2 separate regions of the Oryctolagus cuniculus genome follow, and region 1 is linked to region 2. Evidence: chromatin contacts called from public Hi-C data. All regions are on one chromosome and are shown on one strand. Each heading gives the region's core, a stretch centred on a gene start, on an enhancer-like site or on the middle of the called end of the contact. The rest is flanking DNA. Distances are from core to core; before and after follow the strand shown. Region 1 has its middle 38 kb from the start of OSMR. Region 2 has its middle 41 kb from the start of EGFLAM.

The links. Hi-C and Micro-C count contacts between places; a contact is called where the count stands out from the background.
Region 1: a Hi-C map of an unstated tissue shows a contact between it and region 2, with 6 times the contacts expected there. The contact joins two enhancer-like sites. A contact is called at or near these places in 3 of 6 Hi-C or Micro-C datasets (ear pinna, skin fibroblasts and an unstated tissue).

The regions. Positions count from the first base shown.
Region 1 is chr14:64,208,318-64,214,973 of mOryCun1.1, forward strand. No RefSeq gene overlaps it. Among named protein-coding and RNA genes, the nearest start is that of OSMR, 38 kb to the right of the region's middle. Within about 2 kb of position 3,309, at least 4 of the 8 cell types and tissues checked have an H3K27ac peak or open chromatin away from gene starts, as enhancers often do.
Region 2 is chr14:63,646,993-63,653,530 of mOryCun1.1, forward strand. No RefSeq gene overlaps it. Among named protein-coding and RNA genes, the nearest start is that of EGFLAM, 41 kb to the right of the region's middle. Within about 2 kb of position 2,444, at least 2 of the 8 cell types and tissues checked have an H3K27ac peak or open chromatin away from gene starts, as enhancers often do.

The DNA of each region.
Region 1 (6,656 bases), core at 2,059-4,558, 560 kb after region 2:
TTGAGACCTCGTGCCCTGCTGCTTTGTTTGGAAATGTAGGGGCCGCGATCCAAGGTGATGAACTGGAGGGGGAGAAGGCAGCCCGAGCACTCCGGCAGGTCTGATCTTAGCAGTGACTCCCAGTCCCCCCGGGTCACCGAGGACGACACCTACGCTCTCTGCTCCCACACACAGGCACGGGAACCATCCTCTCTTCTCACAAAGCAAATTTCACTTTGTCTTTTGCAGAAGAGGACTCCCTGATGAGCCGCTCTAGGCTGCAATTCAAGTCATGAGTTGCCAGTTGTGTGCATTTGATCATATGTGACCTTCAGAAGTGTCGTCAAACCCCAAACTCAAGAAAGCAGCTTGTCTGTGGGGCTCAGACCAGACCCCCAGGCAAGGGCAGCTGTCCTTGGCCACTTTCCCTGATCCATCCTGGTCCCCTGGCCACTTTCCCTGATCCATCCTGGTCTTTACTCTGCAACCCTCTAGCAGCCTCTCCTCTCTCTTTCCCCGCCCTCACACTTCCAAGCTGGTCAAATCTGAGCTTCTGGGTACAGCCTGATCACTCCCTTCCACGTGGCTGCTGTCAGTTCCCAGGGGCAGGAACAAGGCTCTCGCCAACTATCCCTAGCCAGAGTGTTCTGTGTACCCACCCTGTCTTCCCGTCACCTCCAATTCATTTCCTGTAAGCTGTGACCCTTTCTTTGGAATACTAATTAAACATGATGATTTTTTATTAGAATTCTAGGAACGCAGTATCAGCATGACTCACATTTCTGCTGTTTAAAATAGTATTTACTATATTTGAGTGGGACAGATGAGTTTTTGCTGAATACTTACTGTATGGATTTATGACCCTCAGTAACCATTCTGGGAAAGAAAGAATAAAACACATCAGCACTACTCGTTCTTAATGAAACTTGGCCATATCACTGGAACTCAGAGTGAAAGCATATAGAATGCAATATCTTTAAGTGATGTCATAAATGCCTTATTTAAGAGTACAACAGATTTCCGTTACGCTAGTTTTAAGAACAAAATTAACACCACCCTTAGAAATTATCTTCTACTACTCTTTGCTTGATACGAAGGTGGTTTTACATTGTATATAATCATGCATCGTATAAAATAAACTGTATCAATTTATGTGGACCAGGGTCTAAATTAATCTAAATTAATTCAGGCTCAAATAAATCAAACTCTAGCTGGGCCATGATTTAATTAAAAATTGAAAATATGACTCATGGCACTTAAGTTGACTGGTGTTTACTGCCAGCATGACAGAGATAAATGGAGAGAGAACTGATAGATCCCACGTGGTTGAAGGAGATAAATGCATTGGGATGGATGTGGCATCCTAGCAATGCCCACCACTGCCCAAGTAAATAACTAGGGCGCTTGCAGAAGAAGTAAACTCAAAATGTTGTCACACACAAAATAAATAGACCTACATTTTTCTTCTCAACTTCTTTCTCCTCTAATTTTTGTTTTCTGTGTTTCCCCTACCTTCTTGTGAGTGTGTGTGTGCATGTGTGTTTAGCAAATTATTTCAAACCTTATTGTCCTTCCTTGTACATCATTCTTATATTCTGTCCCTTCTATCAACTTTCTGGGATATAAGGGGTACTTCAGAATGTCCACAGAAAAGTAGAATTTAAAAACAAGCTTATTTTGGTACAGGAAAATTAGAAATTTGTAAATAGTTTTTTCTTAATAAACGTTTTCCATGAACTCTTCGAAGACCCTGTCATATGATCTGACTTGCAGGGTTACTGGCAGTTTCTGTTCCTGGCTCACGAGCTGTGCAAGCTTGTGAATCATGCAGCTTTGCACCTGCAATACATGCAGATGGACTTGCACCTGCCTGAGGCTCCTCTTCAGTCCCTTGTCCTCACAAGGACCCATGGCCACTGGCAGCGTGGCCCCTAGGCGTGAAATGGATTTCAGGGAAGGATGGATGGGATAGCAATGAGTCCTAAGCCAAACTGGGGCCCCTGGGCAGATATGTGCATGCTCACAGAGATACTGGGATGCTGCATGAATCCCAGTTTCTCCTGGGCATGCAGGGGATCCATTGGCAGTCACAGGTTTGGAGCCAAACAGTGCAGGTGTAAAGAAGCTGTGGTCTCAGCAAGAGGCCAGGTAAGAGAGGTCAGCTCCATTCTGTTGTCTCCTCTTGCTCCAAGCTGTCCACCCTAGCCCCGCCCACCCTTGACTGGCTCCTCCCTGGGAGGATTCTCTCTGAGCAGTGCCATTTTGCAGTGGATCTGCCCTCCAACTTTTCAGTGAAAGTCTTTGCATCACCTTTGTATTTTAAGGAGAGTCTAATGCCTTGAGGCAAAGAAGGCAGTGTTTGGGGAGCTCCAGGCCTCTGGCAGGAAGGGAAAGGGATCCTCTAAGTCAAGAAGTCCCTTGGGGTCCTCCAGACCACACAGGGCTTCTGGGCTCTGTGCCACCCCCCTCCCTACAACCAAGCCTCCCATTCCTGCACAGCAAGCTGGCTCTGAGAGCTGTGGGGATGGAGAAAAGCTGTCCCAGTCCCTGTCAAGGCTGCGAAGCATCTGGAAACTCAGGGAAAGACAAGGGGTGGGATTTCCCTACACGCTGGCCTTGTTCTGGGGACTGGGAGGGGGTTGGTGCAAACCTTTGAATTATTGTTCCTTTCTTTCATTCAATGTGGGCTTGGACCTTCCTCTAAAAATTCTTGAGCAACATTAGGAGACTCACACAGGCAGAAATACAACACTTAGGAACAAGTTCAAAATCCACCAGAATTTCTCTCAAGAATACCAAGCCATGGGGCAGCCACTGGGCCTGGTGGTTAAGATGCCCACATCATGTGTCCCAGTACCTGGGTTTGAGTCCTGACTCCAGCTCCCAATTCCAGCTTTCACCCTGTGACCCACGGTGGTGGCTCTAATAGTTGGGTGCCTGCTACTCACATGGGAGACCTGGATAGAGTCCAGGGCTCCCAGCTTTGGCCTGGGCTCCCAGTCCTGTTGCAGGCATTTGGGGAGGGAGTGAAAGAGTGGAAGGGAATGCTCGCTCTCTCTGTCTCTCTATCAAATAAATAAATGCAAATTTTAAAAAGTAAAGAAAGAATAGCTAAAACACACAGCCACAGCCAGCCATGAACTATCATGAAGGGGGCTCACAGGGAGGCAGAACAGCGCCTACGGAGACAAAGGCCAGGTTCTTGGCAAACAGATCCCACCTCCTTCAGCCCCTCCGCTGATCACTCTTGAAGGGATCTGAGAGAGGGAAGTCTTCCTCCTCTTAACGCCTGACCTCACACAGAGGCAGCCACCGGAGCCGAGGCGGACCCATGCTTTAGCCTACAGCGCCACCTAGCAAAACCAGAGGGTACACACACGTAAGAAGCTGGGAGGGCTTGGGTTTGCCTTGCTTTTGTTTTCCACAACCAGAAAAGGGAGTTTCCATTTCATTCACAGAGTTCTGGGAAAAGGAGTTTGTATAAAACCGTCCTTGCTCATGATGGAAAACATTTATTCAAATCTAATGAGATAATTTGGCCCAAAGGCTGTAGTAATCAAAACTTACGGGGACAAGCATTTAGTTCTCTAATTTTTTTTTCTAGTAACATCTGTGATGATGCAGTTTTGGCTTCAAGAAGAACTGGACACTACCTTAAGTTTTTTTTTTTTTTTTTTTTTTTGTTTTTGTTTTTGTTTTTGTTTTTGACAGGCAGAGTGGACAGTGAGAGAGAGAGAGACAGAGAGAAAGGTCTTCCTTTTGCCGTTGGTTCACCCTCCAATGGCTGCCGCGGCCGGCGCGCTGCGGCCGGCGCACCGCGCTGATCCGATGGCAGGAGCCAGGAGCCAGGTGCTTTTCCTGGTCTCCCATGGGGTGCAGGGCCCAAGCACCTGGGCCATCCTCCACTGCACTCCCTGGCCACAGCAGAGGGCTGGCCTGGAAGAGGGGCAACCGGGACAGAATCCGGCGCCCCGACCGGGACTAGAACCCGGTGTGCCGGCGCCGCTAGGCGGAGGATTAGCCTAGTGAGCCGCGGCGCCGGCCAACCTTAAGTTTAAAATGTTGAGACCAACAAGGAGATACTGTTTCCTGTCTTGTCTTTCTTTCCCCTTCCCAGGTTAGAGGTACCTCAGGAAGATGACAGTAAATAGTCACAAATGCTCCAAGAACACGATTCTACACACAAAAGTACGTATAGTTGAGACAACGGACACCCTGATCACTTTAGGATGTCTCTCTGCCCTTTGGGGATCAGGAAAATGAGATTCGGCTCTCCCCATTCCCATATACCCAGCTCCATGAGGAGACATTGGATGCATGGCCAGAAACTGCAGCCCGCCCTGAACATAAGAGAGGCCCTGTCTAGAGAGCCCAAGCACCCTTCCCATCGGACATGCACACATCTCCGTGGAAAACAGACTCGGGGATGCTTCCCGGTGAAAGCTGTCATGACCACATCGGGGAGAGGCAGACTTTGCCAGTGAAGGGGCTTGGAGAAAGCAAAAGCTGTAGACGTGGGATCTGGAGCCACGCCTGGGTTGAACACTTGCTTCCCTGCTCTCTAAGCCCCAGGTATCTCAGTCCTTTCTGCAGTGAGCATAATTCTAGAATCCAGTACCTATTTCACAGGGTTTCCTAGAGACTAAATGAGATCAACCATGGAAGGCCTACCACAGGGAGGCATTTAGTGTTAGTACAACAAATCGTGCCTGTGTAGCAGCTTCCAATGGTAATTTCTTTGAGATATCCCAACACCGGCAGCCAAGACAGGGGGAGGCATACGGCTTTGGAATAAAAATAACAAAATGAAATGAAATAATTGGGGCCAGCACTGTGGCGCAGCAGATTAAAGCTCCAGCCTGCAGTGCCAGCATCCCGTATGGGCGCCAGTTCAAGTCCCGGCTGCTCCACTTCCGATCCAGCACTCTGCTATGCCCTGGGAAAGCAGTAGAAGATGGCCCAAGTCCTTGGGCCCCTGTACCCACATGAGAGACCTGGAGGAAGCTCCTGGTTCCTAGCTTCTGATCAGCTCAGCTCTGGCCGTTGCAGTCATTTGGGGAGTGAACCAGTGGAATGGAAGACCTCTCTCTCTCTCTCTCTCTCTCTGGCTCTACCTCTCTCTGTAACTCGTTCAAATAAATAAAATAAATCTTTAATAAAATAATTGCTTTCAGGAAGAAGCATACAAAAAAGGCTTGAAGATGACTTCTCTAACTCAAACGGCTGCTCCATTGATGCCCTTGATCATTGACCTTCAGGGCTCAGGAGGGTTTCTCTGCACCAGCCATTTCAATCCTTTCCAAAACTCCAGCCATCCCTGGTTGATTCAGCGAACCTTCCCAGGGTCTGATGGCAGTAGGCTTTACTCACTTTTCATCTGTTAGATTTAAATTCTTTATTGAGTGCAAGAATCCTGCCTGGCCACTCTACATCCTACCAAGCAACTAGAAACTGTTACACAATAGAGAATTTGAAAAGCGGCACCCTTCCTGTATCATATTAATGTAGTCAAGAGTCTGATATTATTAGCCGACTGAATTGACACTACAGTCAGAGGCAAACAAGCCTTGACTTTTGGAGCCTATCTCCAGGGTCAGTCTCTGTGTATTGCCATTGAGTCTGGTCCATGACAGTCTTCAACCAATGCCTCACAAGTATCAAGTTACAATACACCATTATGAACAGCCCATTTTGCAGAAAGTGGCCAACAGATGCCTTTTTCAATCACCTTAAGAATTTACCAGAAACATGAGTAGTGCCAGTAAAACATTTTACCCTTAGAAGACAGGATACATATCGACATAAGAGACTTTAAGACTTGACATCCAAGTGCGTTGCTCCTTTGAACTTCACGGAGATAAATGAGGTTGGGCTCAAGCACTGGTACTAGCACAATTGGCTGCACAGATTTCATATTTCTGGCATCTTCAGACTCCACGTGGCATTTTTATTCAAACTGAACCTGCAAAAAAATTAGGAGTATTAATTTGAGCTAAGAGCAGAATAGTCTATACAATTGCTATTTTTCTGCTTATCTTGCATGTAATACTTGTATGATCACACATTCTCATTTGAATTGAATCTAGAGCTCTTAGTTTGAAAAATTACAAATTCATTATAGAAAGACCTGAATAATTACATTAATAATGTAGGGCTTTTTAAAAATTATTCATTTATTTATTTGAAACAGAGAAGAATGTCTTCTACCTGTTGATTCACTCCTCAAATGCCTCCAATGCGAAGGCTGGGTCTGGCTGAAGCCAGGAGTCAGGAACTCCACCTGAGTCTCCAGCATGGGTGGCAGGGGCCAAGAGACTGGGCCATCACTTGCTGCCTTCTCAGACACACTCGGGGAGCTGGATGGGAAATGGAGTAGGCAGGACTTGAACTGGCACTCTGATATGGGATGTGGACATACCAAGCGGCAGTTAACCAATTGCACCACAATGCTTGCACTGATAAAATGCCTTCTTACTGTTCATTATGTAGCATCTGCTTCCAGATGTGGCTGTGATGTCTTGTGCTAGACATACCCAGAAATACAATCATCATTGGGTTTCATGGGTGTGCTCGTATTACAGTAACAGAATCCCTGGGTTCATCTGACTTAGGGAACAACTATTTCTAAGTGAAAACTCAGAACGTGGGAATTTGAGAGCAGAATCTACCGCTGTGTC
Region 2 (6,538 bases), core at 1,194-3,693:
TTCCCATTGGCCAATGTCTCCCCAGGAAAGAATACTCTGGCCACTGGATGGGCCCACAAATGCTCCCTGGCCAAATTCTTGATGCCTGTTTTTATATAGGAAGCTTCAGTGGAATCCAGGCATGCCCACGTGCCTATGTAATGTCTGCAGCTGAGTTTCGCTCCAGCAGCAGGGTCGAGTGCCTGAGAGAGAAAGCACATGGTCCGCAAAGCCTGAAATACTTCCCGGTCCTTCACGGAGCGCGCTTGCTGCCTCCTGCGCTCGCTGGAAACAAAGGAGAACCCTGTGGTCTTCTGGCTGAAGGCTGTGGTCCAAGTCCTTTCTTACACGTGAAGGTGGATGGGGAGAAAGGGACCCCGGTCATTTTTAAATTATTTATTTATTTTCATTAGATTTGAAAGGCAGAGAGATGGAAACAGACAAAACGGAGATCTCCTGTGTCCCAGTTCACTCTGGGAACACACGCACGGGTCAGGAGCCCAGAACTCCACCTCTCAGGGGGCGCAGGAACCCAAGCACCTGGGCCACCCCCTGCTGCCTCTCAGGGTATGCATTAGTGGGGAGCTGGATGCAGAAGCAGAACTTGGGCTCAGCGCAGGCAGTGTGATATGGAATTTAACCACAGTTGACTAATGCCTACCTCAAGAATTCCAGTATCAGATTCAATAAACATACGTTCTCAGCTCTGTTCTCTTCCTTGTTAGCTGGGTGATCTTTGGTAGTCATTACTCGTCTCTAGATCTGCCTTCCCACGTGCAATAGCACTAATAGCAGTCGTAGTTCTTGGCAATGCCAGGCTCTGGTCTCCGCGTTTTACTGTTAAATGATACTGTTAGATATTCGGAGCTAATCATTCGCACTATTCCCAAATATGATCATTCAGCCCTTGCAGGCACATGCTACGTGTGCACACCCACTTGTAGGCAACAGTGGCAGTGGGGTCTCTGTGAATACCATGTTGGAGGCAGTGACAGATGATACCTCTGACCAGACTTGAATAGGCTACGCCCATATCCCCACATTCTCTTTGCTCACTGCTCCCTCTACTGTGGCAACCAGAATGTCCCAGAAAGAGAATATTCTGTCTGCTGAGTCTCAGAGTGTGGGCAAGGCAGAAGGAATGCCTGGCTGAAACCCCATGAAGCATAACCATTTAACATTCACTTTTAAAAATTTGGACTGTTTATTACTGAAATGTCAACTAGCATATCCTAATAAGGCATCCACCAAGATCCTGTCCTAGTAAAATCCTAGATTTTTTTAAACACAAGGACCTCTTCTTCCACAGGGAGAAGAACTTCATTGTTTTTATTCCTAAGAAGAAGTTACACCATACAGAGAAGACGTGATGGGTGACTGTGGTGGCCATATGTAGGCTGTCTAGTTAGGAGACCGGGAGGGGTCAGGAGAGGTGCCAGGTCCTTTTAGATAAATATATAGTTTTTAGGCTAAAAATCTATTTACTTCTAAGAAAAGCAGAGAGTCATCTCCCATGTGCTATTTCACTCCCCAAACGCCTACAACAGCCAGGGCTGGGCTAGGGCAAGCCAGGAGGAGCCCCGAAGTCAAGCCTGGTCTTCCATGGGGAGCGTCAGGGGCCCAAGCGCTCGGGCCACCATCTGCTGCCTTCTAGAGTGCACATGAGCCGGGAGCTCAACTGGGACTTGAACCCGGGCAGCCCAGCATGGGATTCGGGTATCCTAAGGGTCACCTCCTCCACTGTGACAAACGCCGACTCCACAGCGTCTTTCTGAGTGAGGGTGCTAACAATCCAGTTTGCTCTGTTATTTCACTTACAATTTCAGACAAAACTATGTCCAAATATCTACTGTTGGGGCCACTTTAAAATTCTATCCCTTCGCATTCCTTTAAGTTAAAGTTCTAAAGGCTCTAATTAAAATGTTTGTGCTTGCACATCCATGTGCATGTGTGGTTTCAGGTAGGGTAGTCTATGAAGTCTCTCTCTCTCTCTCTCTCTCTCTCTCACACACACACACACACACACACACACACTCAATACATCCAGTTTTATGCCCTGGAAGGTAAATGAATTGGGCCTAACAGATGCACCTTTGGGAAAGGCATTTGGGGGGAGGGTCATACGCAGATCTTCTTTGGAGTCACAGAACCCCAGACAGCCAGGATTCAAGGAGAGGAGTGAGGACTGAATGAAGGGAGGGAAGAGGAGGCACAGGGATGAATGCTCTTCCCTTAACAGAATTTTAAATAAATAAATCATTCCAGGGTGGATGTGAGTTTTAAGCTTAAGAAGTAACAGAAAGGGGTTGGACATATCATCATGTTTTCAATAACAAAGAACTTCAGTGTTGCACGAATTAAGGAAAAGCGTTGGAAGCAATTTTAGTAGCAAGCCTGATGTGTGTCTCCACCAGCCATACTTCTCTCTGTTCCATTTTTAGTTAGAATATTCACAGAATGTGTTTTTCAATTTAGAGTGCAGAACTTCTGGTGTGGAACAGAGTCCTCTGTCTCACAGAAGCAAAATTTCGCTGCAAACAGGCATTGGATAGAATTATTTGAAAGCAGGATATCATTTTGCATTGTTCCAAAATGGGCAACTGGTGTCTGTTTTAGGATGGGCCAAGAGTCATTCTAAGGTGTGGGTGGCCTTTTGTGTGGCCAGCAAAGCCAAAACCCAGTGACAGCCACATTGGAGGGCCTTGTGTCTGAGCAGTGGTGAGCCCCGTGACCACGTGAGGTGCCAGTCCTGCCACCCACAGTGACAACAAGCCTGTACTGAGCTCTGCACCAGACCCACCATTCTCCTTCAAGAACGGTGGCCACCATGCTACCATGGTGTACAGCTCCCAAGGCGCTATCCACCCCTAGTAAGGGCTGCCGGGCCATTCCTATAGAATTCAGCATGCCTGCAACCCTGGAATTTGTGCAAAGTGGAGTCTTTCGTGGTCTCTAAGCCTAAATGAACATCTCACCTCCCATGTCATGGAGACTGACAAAGGCCTGAGCCAAACCTCCAAAACGAAATCTGTGGCCAAGGCAGTGCGGGGAGCGGGAGCTCACGAGAAGCCGAGCCAGTGAAAGGAGATGCAGCAGGACTTCGAATTCATGCCATGTGGCAGAGACAAAGGATTTTGACCTAAACTGGCTATGGAAAGTGTCAAGCAGGGAAGGCATTTGACTGAGTGGCTAGGACACTGCTGGGATGCCTGCCTTCCCTATCGGAGTGCCTGGTTTCAGTCCTGGCTCTGCTTCTGAGTCCAGCTTCCTGCCACTGTGTACCCTGAGAGGCAGCAGGTGATGGCTCAAGTACTTGGGCCCCTGCCACTCACATTAGAGACTTGGATGGAATTCTGGGCTCCTCGCTTCCGCCTGGCTCAGACCTGGCTGCTGTAAGCATTTGGGGAGTGAACCAGCGGATGGAAGATCTCTCTATCTCTCTCTTTTTATCTCAATCTCTTTCTCTCTCTCTCTCTCCTTGTCTTTCCACCTTTCAAACATAAGAAAAAAAAATAAGAATTCTTGTTTAAGAAATGTCAAGATATCACCCGCTCTTGGGCAGAGCCAGGTAAGGAGGGTAATCTTCCTGAGAAAAGTCACTGGAGTCAGGACAGTATATTTCATAGTGCCCCAAGAAATAGGACATCTGGTCAACATACTACAGGAGTTTAGATGGATAGTGTGTTGTGTGCTAGATGATGCTATTTATTCCACTGTGCTTTTCTTTTCTTTGACTCTGACCATGTTGCTTTTATAATCACGGTCTCAGCTCAGGTGGTGTTAACCAATTGCTATAGGCTGAGTGGCTTAGACAACAGAACTTCACTTCTTACCATCCTGGCGTCTGGGATTCCACAATCAGGCCACTGGCATGACTGGGTTCTTGGTGAAGGCCCCCTCGTGACTGATAGATGACTATCATCCTGTTGTGTCCTCACAGGCTGGCCAACAGAGAGAGGCAAGAAGCTTCTTTCTTTTTTTTTTTTTTAAGATTTTATTTATTTATTTGAGAGGTAAAGTTACAGACAGTGAGAGGGAGAGAGAGAGAGAAAGGTCTTCCTTCCATTGGTTCACTCCCTAGACAGCTGCAATGGCCGGAGCTGCACCGATCCGAAGCCAGGAGCCAGGTGCCTCCTTTCAGTCTCCCATGTGGGTGCAGGGACCCAAGCACCTGGGCCATCTTCCCCTGCTTTCCCATTCCACAGCAGAGAGCTGGATCAGAAAAGGGGCAGCCAGGACAAGAACTGGTGCCCACACGGGATGTTGGTGCCGCAGGTGGAGGATTAACTGAATGCACCACAGCACCGGCGTTGGACCCCCTTCTGGTCTTTCTTTATATGGGCACTAATCCGATTCTGGAGACCAGCCTGGTGATGTAAGTACCTCTCAAAGGCACCACTTCCCAATGCCAGCAAAAGGATTCTAGATAGGAATTCTGGGAAAAAGGCAGGTAGGCAAAGGGATGCACAAACATTCAGTCCATAATAATCCAAGAAGGCAGGGGCTGGTGCTGTGGCCTGAAGCAATGGCATCCCATATGGGCGCTGGCTCAAGTCCTAGCTGCTCCTCTTTCGATACAGTTCTCTGCTATGGCCTGGGAAAGCAGTGGATGATGGACCAAGTCCTTGGGCCCCTGCACCCACGTGGGAGACCCAGAGGAGGCTCCTGGCTCCTGGCTTCGGATCAACGCAGCTCTGGCCATTGCAGCCATCTGGGGAGTGAACCAACGGATGGAAGGAGACCTCTCTCTCTGTCTCTACCTCTCTCTGTAAGTCTGTCTTAAAAAAAAGAAAAAGAAAAAGAAATTGAGAGCATGCAACATTTAATGTATCAAAAGCATATTAAACCTCGGGCCGGCGCCGCGGCTCACTAGGCTAATCCTCCGCCTAGCGGCGCCGGCACACCGGGTTCTAGTCCCGGTCGGGGCGCCGGATTCTGTCCCGGTTGCCCCTCTTCCAGGCCAGCCCTCTGCTGTGGCCCGGGAGGCAGTGGAGGATGGCCCAGGTGCTTGGGCCCTGCACCCCATGGGAGACCAGGAAAAGCACCTGGCTCCTGGCTCCTGCCATCGGATCAGCGCGGTGCGCCGGCCGCAGCGCGCCGGCCGCGGCGGCCATTGGAGGGTGAACCAACGGCAAAGGAAGACCTTTCTCTCTGTCTCTCTCTCTCACTGTCCACTCTGCCTGTCAAAAAATAAAAAATAAAAAAAAAAAAAAAAAAAAAAGCATATTAAACCTCAAAATAAAAGCACACAACCTTTCAAAAAATAAATCAAAGAAGGCAATAGTATTTCTTTTTGACAAGATTAAACCTGTGATAGCATAAATATACACCATGAATATCCTATTAATTACATTGAGTTATGGTAATGACAATAATCATCCATCAATACAATCATAGCTGAAAATAATTTATCTACACAAACTATTGATAATTCTAGGAACTGAATGGGCGTCTGCCCCATGGGTCCCAGTCATCTCTCTCCATGTCTGTGTCTAAGGGTAGAAGACATTTCTGGTACTCAGACATTCTGAACATGTGCACTTCTTGCATCCAAGAATTTGGCATGTCCCCTGTGCTTGGTATATCCAGTCCCCTTGTAATGAGTAACTGAATTGAAGGTACAGTCTTGATATCCAGTATACCTCTGGAATGAGGCAAGATTTTTATTATAGACATCCATTTTTCTGACCTACCTGCATTACCCCGATGTGTTCTGGTTTGATTTAGAAATCTAAAAGCTACCCAGTTTCCTAAGCCTAAAAGCTTTGTAATATCCAGCATATCCATTTGAAAATATGGACTTTCAAATTAATCAGTTTTTGCCCACATTGATTGAACTCATAATGCATCCAATAGCAAGGGAGTCCCATCATGTCTGAGGCCCTGGATGGGTAGGATTGTTAGACCTTGTCATCCCCTGGTGGAGGCAGGATTTCTTTATGTCAGCCTACTCGTGAAAAATGTGAAAAAGAAATGCACATTGCATGTCCTTACTTCCTTGTATGTTCCTCAGCATCCTTTCTCCCTTGTTTCTAGGATTTCATAACTGTGTTGGAGAAGCCTGGCCAGTTGCCTGAACACATGGAGTCTAGGAGAGATGTCATGCAACGGAGGCAGTAGAAGTGCCAAACTTAGAATCCTAGTCTCTTAGCTCCCAGTCAAGTATTCCTTTCGACAGTTTATATTGCCTTGTCTTAGTTTCCAGCACGTGTTTGAGCGGATATGACCTCTCTCTTTCACTAAGATGTGACTCCAAATGTGGATACCATCTTGACATAAAACTTCCTTGCCATTACTCGAAGTTGTTTTAGCAGCATTGGGAAAAGACACAACATTTTGTTGGCTAAATCCACGTGGTGAAAAGAAAATAAGGAGCAATTATCAAAAGCTCAAGATTTTTTATTTTAAGAAGCACTGAGAGTAAATCTCTGATTCATGCTCACAAGCATTTCCAAACAAATTTCTCGTTTTCTCAGTTCTACCTCTTTAGCAATGAATGTTCACTAGTTGGATTCCATTTCAAAGTTAAAATTCCAATTTGGTGAAGTTGAAATGAGGA